2 separate regions of the Sus scrofa genome follow, and region 2 is linked to region 1. Evidence: chromatin contacts called from public promoter capture Hi-C data. All regions are on one chromosome and are shown on one strand. The core of a region is the stretch at or near the end of the contact, and the rest is flanking DNA. Distances in the headings are between cores, read along the strand shown. Region 1 holds the start of ARHGAP39 (rho GTPase-activating protein 39). Region 2 holds the start of MFSD3 (major facilitator superfamily domain-containing protein 3).

The links. Promoter capture Hi-C pulls out the DNA fragments that hold promoters and counts their contacts.
Region 2: a contact with region 1 is called in a promoter capture Hi-C map of liver, with 2.7 times the contacts expected there. The contact joins the promoter of MFSD3 here to the promoter of ARHGAP39 in region 1. A contact is called at or near these places in 2 of 5 promoter capture datasets (fetal liver and liver), 2 of 47 Hi-C or Micro-C datasets (both in liver) and 2 of 2 datasets of contacts at active chromatin or transcription factors (alveolar macrophages and skeletal muscle).

What each region holds. Positions count from the first base shown.
Region 1 is chr4:201,935-208,296 of Sscrofa11.1, reverse strand. ARHGAP39 (rho GTPase-activating protein 39) reads right to left here and starts at 2,162. Exons shown (of 13, transcript XM_003125457.6): 1 at 2,012-2,162.
Region 2 is chr4:292,765-298,476 of Sscrofa11.1, reverse strand. MFSD3 (major facilitator superfamily domain-containing protein 3) reads left to right here and starts at 2,522. Exons shown (of 4, transcript XM_021090521.1): 1 at 2,522-3,617; 2 at 3,942-4,089; 3 at 4,358-4,482; 4 at 4,556-4,770. The coding sequence starts at 2,936. The coding sequence ends at 4,635. It overlaps RECQL4 (ATP-dependent DNA helicase Q4), which reads right to left. Exons shown (of 22, transcript XM_013996390.2): 19 at 5,668-5,712; 20 at 5,437-5,587; 21 at 5,199-5,330; 22 at 4,848-5,116. The coding sequence ends at 5,220. GPT (alanine aminotransferase 1) reads left to right here. Exons shown (of 12, transcript XM_021090479.1): 10 at 24-179; 11 at 272-384; 12 at 458-730. The coding sequence ends at 548.

The DNA.
Region 1 (6,362 bases), core at 913-3,412:
TCCACTTTGTTCTAAAGCACATCAAGTGATTCCCTCCAACAGCTCAGCAAGACTGAATGTTACAGCACTGCCAATTCCAAGTTCTCGTGCCCTCACTGTCACTTCAAGTTTGTTAATAAATTATCTCTTCTACTACAAAGATAACACTGTGAAGTCTAACAACTATGGCTTTGGTAGTTTTATTCAAATGGAGAATTACCCAAGAACTGTCTTTACATCTCATTTCTGTCAATAATAACCCTACCTACCTCCTAGGGCAGCAAGTACTGCAGGGCTCCTGACTGCTCGTTAGAAGCTTTCTTTGCCTAAAAATATTTTTAACAACAGCTCTATGGGATACTCTATCTCAGCACATAAGATTTCTTCCTCATTTACCTTTATAAAAACATGTTTCTCTGGAGCTTCCTTGTGGTCCAGTGAGTTAAGGTCAGGTTGCTGCTGCGGCAAGGCTTTGATCCCTGGCCCTGGCTGCAGGCACAGCGGAAAAAAAGACCTGTTTCTCCAAATATGACCCCAACTTGTGTAAGAAAAGGTAGCCAAAGACTTCAAGTTAAACTAAGACAAACAGCTGAAGAACCAACAACCCAGCAAGTGCACCCTGGAAACCAGATCTTGGCAGTGATAACTCCTGACTTTTCTGAACACTCACAAGGCACAAGTAATTCACTGAGTCTCAACAACCACCCCAGCCGGTGTTACTGGTGTTCCCATTTTAGAGATGAACCAAAGGCAGCGTACAAAGCCAGTAAACAGAAGAGTCACAGACTCAAAGGCAGGCAGGCAGTCTGGCTCCAGAATCCGCCCTCTTCTCCACTCTGTTCTCCAGCCTCTTGACAAGACTGCTGACTAGACAAAGTGTGGCAGAAAGGCCTGGGACCTCCGCTCCTCCCGAAGCTGGCAGCCGGCTAGCGTGTGCGCCAAGCGCCTTCTCGGAAGGTCTCCTTGCTTCTCAGTCACACCTCCTAGCAAATCTCCCTCCCCTCCCCCAGCGAGGAGAAACACACCTTGCTCATTGTGAAAGGGGAGCCGCTGACCGGGAACCACCTGCTGTTTACAGAGGCACCCAGGATGTACAGGGTTCAATTCTCCCGCAATGGCTTCAAAGACAAATCCCCTATTGTCTGCACCAGGGGCAGAACACGAAGCCTTGCAACTGTAGGTTTCTGCAAAGGTCACAGGAGGTTTGGTTAAACCTTACGACGCTGAAGAGGGTGGCGAGGCGCCGCATTTTTGCTGCTGAAGGCTGCACAGCGCCCACAGCAGCTGCTGGTGGGAGCCGCATGTAACACACCCACAGCTGCCGCGGCCTCGCAGCCAGCTGCACGTTTTAAAATAAAAGACGTCCTGACCCCCAAGATGCGCACGGCCTGCCTAGACCTCGGCCCGCATACGAACACGGCCTCCACCCACACCAATCCCGCAACCGAGGGCATTCCAGATCTCGGGGACAACCAGGGCGAGAAGGAGGGGTCGCCCCAGCCCTCCTCGCAGCGGAGGCCAGATCCACGGGGCTGGCGGCCACGGCCCGAACCAGGACACGCGCGTCCCGGCTCCCCGAGCCCCGACAAAGCCAGGCCCGGCCCCGCACCGCCCCCCGACTGCGCCCCGGAAATCTGGCCGACGCCCCCCACTCAGGCCGGGCACTCCACTCACGCCCACCCTCGGCAGGGCAGGCTCACCCCCTTCTCCGCTCTCAGGCCGGCACGCTCACCTCACCTCCGCCTTCAGCCCGCACGCTCGCCCCCACCTCCGGGCCGGCCCCCCACACCCACCTCACGCCCTGGCCCCGCGCGGCCTGGGCCTTCGCACCCATGCGCCCCCGCCGAGCCCGGCCCCCACACCCAGCCCCTGCGCCTTCGCGCCTGGCCGCGGCCCCACCCGCCGCCTCGGTCGCCGCGGACCCGTATCCTCGCGGGCCGGGTCCGGAGCCTCCGCGAGGCCGGGCGGGGGCCGCAGCGCCGGCCCCTCCGCCATCTTCCCGGCCCGCGCCGCCCACTGCCCGCGCTCTCACCCGCCGGCTGTGTGCGGGCCGCGCCACCGCAGCCTCTCATCCCGGCCCGCACGCCGCGCGCAAGCTGCTCGTGGCTCTCCCGCCGCCGCCTTCGCCGCCGCGGCACCCGCTCGGTGCGCGCTCGCCGCCGCCGCCGCCGCCGCCGCCGCCGCCGCCGGCCCAGTGAGCCGCGGCCGCGCGTCCTCCCGTCACCAGCGCAACCCCCCGCCTCCGGCCCCGCCCCCGCCCCCGCGCGCCTCGCCGCCAGGGGGCGCAGCCGCGAGCCCCGTGCGCGTGAGCCGGCGCGCGGCACGCCGGGAGCCGGAGTCCGGCCGGGGGCGCGCGCTGCATCCCGAGAGCCGGAGCTCGGCCGGGCTGGGCCCGCCCACAAGGAGGGTGTGGCGGCCTCGCGCTGTCCCGACCAGTCCAGGGGTGGCGGCGGCGGCGAAGGGAGGCCTCTGGCCGACTGACGCTGCCGCCCACCTCGGCCTCGCGGTCCGCACGCCGCCGACCTCGCCCTTCCGATCGCTCAAGAGACTTCGATCCCCTTCCGTGCTGTGCAGTTGAGCTTTCATACGTGTCGGTGTGGATTTGGTGTGATTTTACCTGCACAAACCATGTTGGACTTCCTGAACCTGAGAGTTCACTTTTCCTCGACTCTGGAAAGTTACCAGGCATTGGCTCTCCTCCATTCTCGTAGGTTCTCCCTATGCATCTGTTAGATAAACTGGACGGTCTGTAGCCTCTTTGCTCCCTCATCTTAACTCTTGGTACGTGCTCAATTCAGCTTTGCTCTTGTCCTCTTTAGCATTTTTTACTCTGCGTTTGGCCTCTTCTTCAGGCTTTTAAAATTATTACTGCCTATACAGAGTTCATTTCCAGAAGTTGTCGTATTCGACCTCCATTTCTATAGAAATGGAAGCTGGTCAGCCTGCAGCTCCTACAACAGAACGCAGAAGTCCGCAGCACACCGGCCAGGGCCTGGATCCCATCAACGCAAGAAGCTGCAAAGGCTGAAAGCCCAAGTTCAGAAGCCCTCAGCTGAGTTGCAGTTCCCGTCCTGCAGCTCACTCCTGCTCTCTTAACACCCTGCCTCCTGCGGCTCGCTGATGGAGACCCTCACCCCTCTCGCCCTTTCCTTTAGGCCTCCTTCACTCTGCGCGCGGGTGCACACACACACACACACACACACACACACCCTACCTCTGGTCTCTGCCTCACTCTGCACACACACCCTACCTCTGGTCTCTGCCTCACTCTGCGCACACACACACACACACACACACACACACCCTACCTCTGGTCTCTGCCTCACTCTGCACACACACCCTACCTCTGGTCTCTGCCTCACTCTGCACACACACACACACCCTACCTCTGGTCTCTGCCTCACTCTGCGCACACACCCTACCTCTGGTCTCTGCCTCACTCTGCACACACACACACACACACCCTACCTCTGGTCTCTGCCTCACTCTGCACACACACACACACACACACACACACCCTACCTCTGGTCTCTGCCTCACTCTGCACACACACACACACACACACCCTACCTCTGGTCTCTGCCTCACTCTGCACACACACACACACACACACACACACCCTACCTCTGGTCTCTGCCTCACTCTGCACACACACACACACACACACACACCCTACCTCTGGTCTCTGCCTCACTCTGCACATACACCCTACCTCTGGTCTCTGCCTCACTCTGCACACACACACACACACACACACACCCTACCTCTGGTCTCTGCCTCACTCTGCACACACACACACACACACACCCTACCTCTGGTCTCTGCCTCACTCTGCACACACACACACACACACACCCTACCTCTGGTCTCTGCCTCACTCTGCACACACACACACACACACACACACCCTACCTCTGGTCTCTGCCTCACTCTGCACATACACCCTACCTCTGGTCTCTGCCTCACTCTGCACACACACCCTACCTCTGGTCTCTGCCTCACTCTGCACATACACCCTACCTCTGGTCTCTGCCTCACTCTGCACACACACACATACACACACCCTACCTCTGGTCTCTGCCTCACTCTACACACACACACACACACACACCCCTCTGGTCTCTGCTCTCCATTGTACACACCTAAGAAAGGTCATTGCATGAACCCCACCCACCCTTCCTCATGGTGAATACTGCAGAAACATCACACAACTGGGCTGGCTGGCTGCACTTCAAACAAGAGCACTTTACGGTTTTTGGCGATCTTATTTTTCTCCACAGGTTAAGTCTCCCACTCTCCAAAGTGAGATTTCTTGGGCCTCTCTAGCTGATGAACCTCCCAGAGGAGACTAAAGCTCTTCTTATCATCAATCCCAAAGGCACATCCGTCCCTGCCCTGCCCCTCCCCTCCTGAATGTGTGCAGGCCGTGTTTCCCTGCTGCTGTCCCAGGCAGTGCCTCCTCTGATGAACTGGAGCCTGCTCCCTCTTGCACTCTCAGAGCTGCTCAGCTCTCTCCTACGCTGCATCGCCTGCTTGTCACTATTATTTCCACAAGCATTCAAAGACACTCTGATGTTTCTTTCCTTCTCTCTCTCTTTTTCTGGCCGTGCCCACAGCATGTCGAAGTTCCCAGGCCAGGAACTGAACCCACCCCACAGTAGCAACCCAAGCTGCTGCAGTTACAAGACCGGATCCTTAACCTGCTGAGCCACAAGGGAACTCTTCTGAAATTTCTCATCATAAAAACTTTAACTCCACTTCTTCCCACCCCACCCCCCGATCCTCATATCCGCTGGTGGCCATGCTTCACAAAAACTTGCCTGCACTTCACCATGTTGGGGGTTTTGTTTGTTTTGGTTTGTTTTTTTTTTTTTTTTTTTGTCTTTTTGTCTTTTTTGTTGTTGTTGTTGTTGCTATTTCTTGGGCCGCTCCCACGGCATATGGAGGTTCCCAGGCTAGGGGTTGAATCGGAGCTGGAGCAACCGGCCTACGCCAGAGCCACAGCAACGCGGGATCCGAGCCGCGTCTGCAACCTACACCACAGCTCACGGCAACGCCGGATCCTTAACCCACTGAGCAAGGGCAGGGACCGAACCCACAACCTCATGGTTCCTAGTCGGATTCGTTAACCACTGCGCCACGACGGGAACTCCCTGTTTTGGTTTTGATTAAAGAATAATTTACAATGTTATGTTGGTTTCAAGTGTACAGCAAAGCGATTCAGTTATGCATACATATTCTTTTTCATATTCTTTTCAGAATAGGTTATTACAAGATACTGAGTGGAATTCCCTGTCTGTGTTGTTTGCCTATTTTATAGGTTAATCCCAAACTCCTACATCATTCCGTTTTTATTTCATGCTCTCCTCATCCTCTGATGCCATGGAAAACATTCCTGCTACCACCTGGCTGCGCTGTCAGGAACACCCAGCCTCCTAGTCGCCTTTGTTGCTGGGGGCACTGCTGTTCTCAGAGCAAGCCCAGGGCTCTAAGAACCTGACTCTGTGTCATCTACTCGCAGCAGAGCAGAACGTCAGCATTTTGGCTGAGGACAACGGGTGTTCCAAGTCCTCACTTTCTAGAAAGATGCCTGACACATTATTCAGGGCCCCGAGGAGGTGGCCAAGGACCATTCTGCAATCCTTTGCCTTTGACCACTCTAGGTAACTGGCAGCTAAGGAAGTGAGAAGGTGGATGAGGGTTTCCTTGGAAAAAAGATGCAGGCCTACTAGTGCCAACATGTTTCCTTTCCATTCTCCTTGCCCACCCCCTGTCTAACATAGATGAGAGCATTTATATAAAGGGAAAAAATCAAAGTACAAAAAAAGATACATGGGGGAAATGAACCAAAATAAAACTGAGGTAGAAATTTTAATGTCAGACAAACACAGAATTCAAGTTCAAAACATTAACAAGAGCCAAAAGGAAATTACATTCTGTTTTTTGGTTTTTTTGTCTCTTTAGGGCCACGCCTGCGGCACATAGAGGTGCCCAGGCTAGGGGTCTAATGGGAGCTATAGCTGCCGGCCTACGCCAGAGCCACAGCAACACCAGATCCGAGCCACATCTGCAATCACACCACAGCTCACGGCAATGCCAGATCCTTAACCCACTGAGGCCAGGGATCGAACCCGAAACCTCATGGTTCCTAGTGGGATCCGTTCACCACTGAGCCACGATGGGAACTCAGAGGGAATTACATTCTGTTTAACAAAAGACTACAAATAATACAAATAATATGTGCATTAAAAATATACTTCGGTATATAAAGAATAGATTTATGGGGAGATAGACAAATCAACAGCAGTAGATAGAAAATTCAGCATATGTTTTTGGCAAGTCATACAGAAAATCCCCACCATAAAGCATCATAAATAGCCCTT
Region 2 (5,712 bases), core at 1,273-3,772, 90 kb before region 1:
CAGCCCTCCCTCCACGGCCGCAGGAGAAGCGGGAGGTGCTGGCCGAGCTGGCGGCCAAGGCCAAGCTCACTGAACAGGTCTTCAACGAGGCTCCCGGCATCCACTGCAACCCGGTGCAGGGCGCCATGTACTCCTTCCCGCGCGTGCAGCTGCCCCCCCGCGCCGTGCAGCGCGCTCAGGTCTGGCGTCGGGCGGGCGGGGCCGCGGAGGGGCGGGGCCGCGGGGGGCGGGGTCCGAGGCGTCCCGCCCTGACCAGCCGCCCCGCCCCCAGGAGCTGGGCCTGGCTCCGGACATGTTCTTCTGCATGCGCCTTCTGGAGGAGACTGGCATCTGCGTGGTGCCTGGGAGCGGCTTTGGGCAGCGCGAAGGCACCTACCACTTCCGGTGAGGCCCGGCCGGTGCAGCCCCTCCCCGCGCCCCGCGGCGCCCCATTCGCTTACCTTCTCCCCCGTTTTAGGATGACCATTCTGCCCCCCATGGAAAAGTTGCGGCCCCTGCTGGAGAAGCTGAGCCAGTTCCACGCCAAGTTCACTCTCGAGTACTCCTGAGGACCCCGCTGTGCGCCCGGCCGCGCCAGCGGGCACGAACGTGGACTGACAGGGCCCAGGGCCCTGGGGGCGATCTCCGGGGCGCTCTGCGCTTGCTCCCGGGGCCTGCGGGGCTGGGCCTCTGTCTCTCGGCAGGCCCCGAATAAAGCTAAGACAGCTTGGCTGCTTGGAGGCCGTGTGCACACCCGTGTCCACTCCTGACTGCCTTTCCGCATCGTCTTCTGTGCAGGCCTGGGGACTCGGGAGGAACTGTCAAGAGGGCTTCCAGAGGAGGTGACCTTCCTACAGACACAGCACCTCTGCTGGCTGGGTCTCCACCATGGTCCTCTGGTCTTGGTGCAGAGATCTGCAAACGTTGCTAAGAGAACGGAGACAAGCAAGGAGGGGTGGAGGAAGGTACCAGGCGAACGGCAGCTCCTCAGGGGGACCCCGGAGTTGTTAGCGGTGAGGAGGGGACCGCAAAAAGAAACACAGGAGAAGGGTCCCAGAGTGTAAGCCTTTCCTGAGAAAGTCACAGAAAGCTGTGTCCCCTGTCCTGGCTGCATTCCCCTGCTGTCCACCTTGTCCCTGGCAGCCTAGGGAACATGTTAAGCCATAGGGTGGACTAGGCTGCATGGGGTGAGTAGCAGGAAACGGGGGACCATGGAGTTCCCATCATGGCTGAATGGTAACAAACCTGACTAGTATCCATGAGGACGTGAGTTCAATCCCTGGCCTCACTCAGTGGGTTAAGGATTCGGAGTTGTCCGTGAGCTGTGGCATAGGTGGCGGATGCGGCTTGGATCTGGTGTTGCTGTGGCTGTGGTGTAGGCCAGCAACCGTAGCTCTGATTCAAACCCTAGCTGGGAACTGGTGTGGGTGCCGCCCTCAAAAGACAAGCAAATGAACAGAAAAACTCAAGGGGTCGTGAGGGCTCAAAGAGGGAGTCTTGGTTTTCCTAACTGGGCAAATGGCAGTGGTGCGCTTGTGGGACCGCAGGAGGAGCAGCGGTGCCAAGAGCAGGGACAGGAGGAAGAGCAAGCCCAGCTCCTTTGCCATGTGGTGGTCCCAGTGTGGTGTGCGTGACGTCCCTGTGCTAACACAGTCCGTGGCTGGGAAGCCATGAGGGGGCAGCCCCTCCCAAGCTGGAGCACTGGAGGGCCGGTTTGGGGGAGGAGAACACCTTAGATGCTTAGGAGGAGGTGCCCTGTGGAGCGCTGGGCCGGGGGACACCTGGACAGCCAGGTGCGGGGGCGACCTTGTGTCCTTGAACCTGGAACACGGGGATGAGCAGGCCAGACACCGCCGTGGATCCCTGTCCAAACGGGCCTCTGTGGTGGGCATTGCAGTCCCCATTTTATAGGTGAGGAAACCTGGGCCCCCCACCTATGCAGAAATGACAAGAAACTCAAAGTGGCCTCAGCAGGGGAAGGAGTGTGTTGGATCAAGTGCCTGTGTGTTGGTCTAGGGGGTGGGCCAGCTTCATGGAGCCACAGGCTCCGAGACAGTACTGGCCAAAGCTCCAGCTCTGCCCATGCTTCACTACCTCCTCTGGTCCTCAGGCACCCCACATGGCACAGCTCTGGGCAGGAACGGCTGTGTGAGACCGCTCACGAAGCTCACGTTTCCCCTCAGATTGGCCTCTCCCTCAGCCAAGGTTGGCTGGAGCCAAGCTGGCCCCACATAGGCTCTCCTGGCCTTGTCACTGGACACTAGAGGGCGATTCCGGCAGCAGCTGGCTGCATCCTGTGCTGAACTGCGGCTCAGACTTCTCCCAAGAACTTCCTCCCTTTCACCACCTTCTGCAGGCTGGGGAGGGCACTGAAACCAGCGGGTGAGGGGTCCAACAGCAGAAGCACAAGAAGGTAGTGGCCTTAAGAGGCCAACTCCTCTGCAGGCGCCACTGAGCGACCCAGTGGACACTGCAGCCACCAGGCTCCAGGTGAGACACTAGGAGGCACTTTCTGGGTCCAGCCAGTCTTGGGACTGGATCTGTTAACTCTGCGAGGCACCTGGCTGGGCCGCGGGTTTCGAGGCTTCTCACCCTGGAAGCTGGTGCCCCTGGCGCCAAAGCTGACCCCGGCCGCCGCCAGGTTGACCACCGGGGGCGCCCGAGGGCGGCTGGCACTCTAGCCCGCTCGCGCCCTCTATGGCCACCGCGTCTCTCCGCGGCGCCTGCGCGGCCCGGTCCCGAGCCGGGCGGCGAGCACCGCCGTGGCCGACTCGCGGTCCTTCCGCGTACTGACGCCCCCGAGGACGCCAGCGCGCAGGTGCCGACGCCAGCCTTAAAAAAAATCTTGGCCAGACCCCACGCCGAACCGCCCAGCCCCCTCTGATCCCACCGCGGCCGGGCCTGGAACCCAGCCCCAGCCACCAGAGCCTGGGCCCATGTCCCCGCTCTCCTGGCCATGCACGGGAAGCTGCTGGTGCTTGCCAGCCTCTACCTGGTGCAGGGCCTGCCCTATGGGCTGCAGTCTGGCCTTCTGCCGGTGCTGCTGCGGGCTCGCGGTCTGTCCCTGACACACGTGGGACTGGCCAAAGTGCTGTATGCACCGTGGTTGTTCAAGCTCGTGTGGGCCCCGCTGGTGGACGCTCGGGGCTCTCCGAGGGCCTGGCTGACGCTCAGCACAGCAGCTCTTGGCCTCTTGTGTGGGTTGCTGGCAGCTCTGCCTCCTGCTGAAGCTGGCCAGTCTGGGCTGCCTCTTACTGTGGCAGGGCTACTTCTGCTACTGAACTTGGCTGCAGCTGTACAGGATGTGGCCTTGGACACACTGGCGATGCAGCTCCTGGAGCCGGCAGAGCTGGGGCCGGGCAACACGGTGCAGGTGGTGGCTTACAAGCTGGGGGCGGTGCTGGCTGGGGGTGGACTGCTGACCCTCTTGCCCACCCTCTCCTGGCCCCTGCTCTTTCTGCTCCTGGCTGCCACCTATTGGCTGGCTGCTGCCCTGGCTTGGGCTGCACCGGCCCTGCAACAGCTTCCTGCGCCTCAGCCATCAGAACCCCGCCGACACACGCTGCACCTTCAGCAGCACTTGCTGGCCGTGCCTGGGACCCTGTGGATGGCAGGTTTTGTGCTCTCCTACAAGCTGGGTGAGTAGGGGCGGGAGCCTGGGGGAGCTCCAGGTGGGTCCCCATGACTATGGGGCCCATTTGTGGGACTGCCTTCCTTCTTTCTGGAGTACGACTTGCAGGCTGGAGCCCAGTGGCCTCGCTTCTTGTCCGGCAGGTCCAGCTCCACAGCTGTTGAGCTCCAGCCACACTGCCCCCTGCCAAAGCCTCTCTACTCCCTGCTGACCCTGAGCTCAGCCAATGCCCAGCCCCAGCTTCTGGCACCTGTAGCCTGAGGCAGAAGCAGGGTTGGGGAAGCACAATGGAGAGGGAAGCAGGCTGCCCCTGCTGATTTTCTCTTTGCAGGTGAGCAGGGCACCAGCAGCCTGTTCCCACTCCTCCTGTTGGACTGTGGCGTCTCTACCCCAGAGCTGGGGCTGTGGAATGGCGTGGGCGCTGTGGTCTGTTCCATTGTGGGCTCATCTCTGGGTGGCGCCCTGCTGGCCAGGCACCGGTGCGTCCCCCTCAGCTTGCCCTGCCTGCCACCCCCCCACCCCTACCTTCCCCACCCCCTCTGACCTACCCAGTCTCCCCACCCCAGGCAGCCACTGCCCCTGTTGAGGTCACTGCTTCGGTTCCGTCTTGGGGGCCTGGCCTGCCAGACTGTCTTGGTTTTTCATCTGGATGCCCCTGGGGCCAGGGTGGGCCCTGGCACAGTCCTGAGAGGTGAGAGGTTGTCCATGGGGGGAGGAGCCTAGAATCCTGAGCCCTGCTGACCTCAGCACCCCCAGGGGCAGCCTTGCTGAGCCTGTGTCTGCAGCACTTCCTGGGAGGCCTGGTCACAACCACCACCTTCACCCTGATGATGCGCTGCAGCCAGTTGGCACCCAGTGCCCTGCAGGTGAGGGTACGTGGCTGGGACATTCGGGCCACGGGACTGGAGTCCAAGCAGGTCCTGACTGATCTCCACAAATCTCCAGGCCACACACTACAGCCTCCTGGCCACTCTGGAGCTGCTGGGGAAGCTGCTGGTGGGCGCGCTGGCCGGAGCCTTGGCTGACAGCCTGGGGCTGCGCTTCTGCTTCTTCCTCTTCCTCGCTCTCTCAGCCACACCCATGCTGTGCCTAGGCCTTGCACCCAGCACGCTGGCCTGAGCCGGGTGGCTGGCCTTGTCAATAAAGTGGAGTGGACCCGAGGCCTGTGTCTGGACTGAGATGTGCTTGGTTGTCCTCAGACTGTGGGGTTGTCCCCACTGGAAGGAAGGTCCCTAAAAAAGACGTGAGCATCTTTTATTCTGCTTTAAGGCCTCCTTGCCCCCGCGCCCCGGCAGTAGGCTTTGTCCAGAGGGGCTACACAGTGTTCTGGCCGCCGATGCCTCATCTCTGCTGTGCTGACACGGTCCCCCCAGCAGGCCACTCAGCGGCCCCACAGCAGGATCTCCTCTGTGGCCAGGTGCATCAGGGCGTGGAAGTTCAGGTGCAGGTATTTTCTCCAGAAGCGCCGGTCCCGCCCGTACACCTGGGCTGGATAGCGGGGACTCCCTGCGGTGGACAGAGATGTGGCCCTGGGGACTCTGGCTGCCAGCCCCTGCCTTTCTCCAGGCTGTGCCTCCCAGGTCCTCACCAATGCCGTGGAAGACGCGGGCTACAGCCCTGCCTGAGAACTGCTGCTCAGGCCACGAGGACAGCAGGTGGCGGATGTCCCGTCGGATCTGAGCCTCCCAGTCCTGGAGCTGCCCGTGGGGGACACATCAGTCTTGCCGCGGCACAGGGCAGGGAGTGAGTGTGTACCCGTGTGCGCACAGTGCACGCACGCTCATGCCTGCCACGGCCTGACCTTCCCTGGAGATCCTGGCACTCACCGTGGCCTGGCCTGGCTCGGGGCCCTGCTGGTCCATGCCCTCTGGACCTGCTTCCTCTTCCTCAAAGTAGCGGCGGAGCAGGGCCTTGAGCCTGCCACTGCGTTCCTCATCGGGCTGCTCCAGGCACGGCCCACAGCTGGGGAAGGCCACGCTGGGGTGGCATGGGCTAGTTAGGTCTGCCCACCTGGGGGTGGGTGGGGTGGCCCAGGCCCCGCCCACCTCCTCCAGCACCTGTGAAAAGCCCAGTAGGTGTGGTGCAGGCGGGCCAGGGCTTCT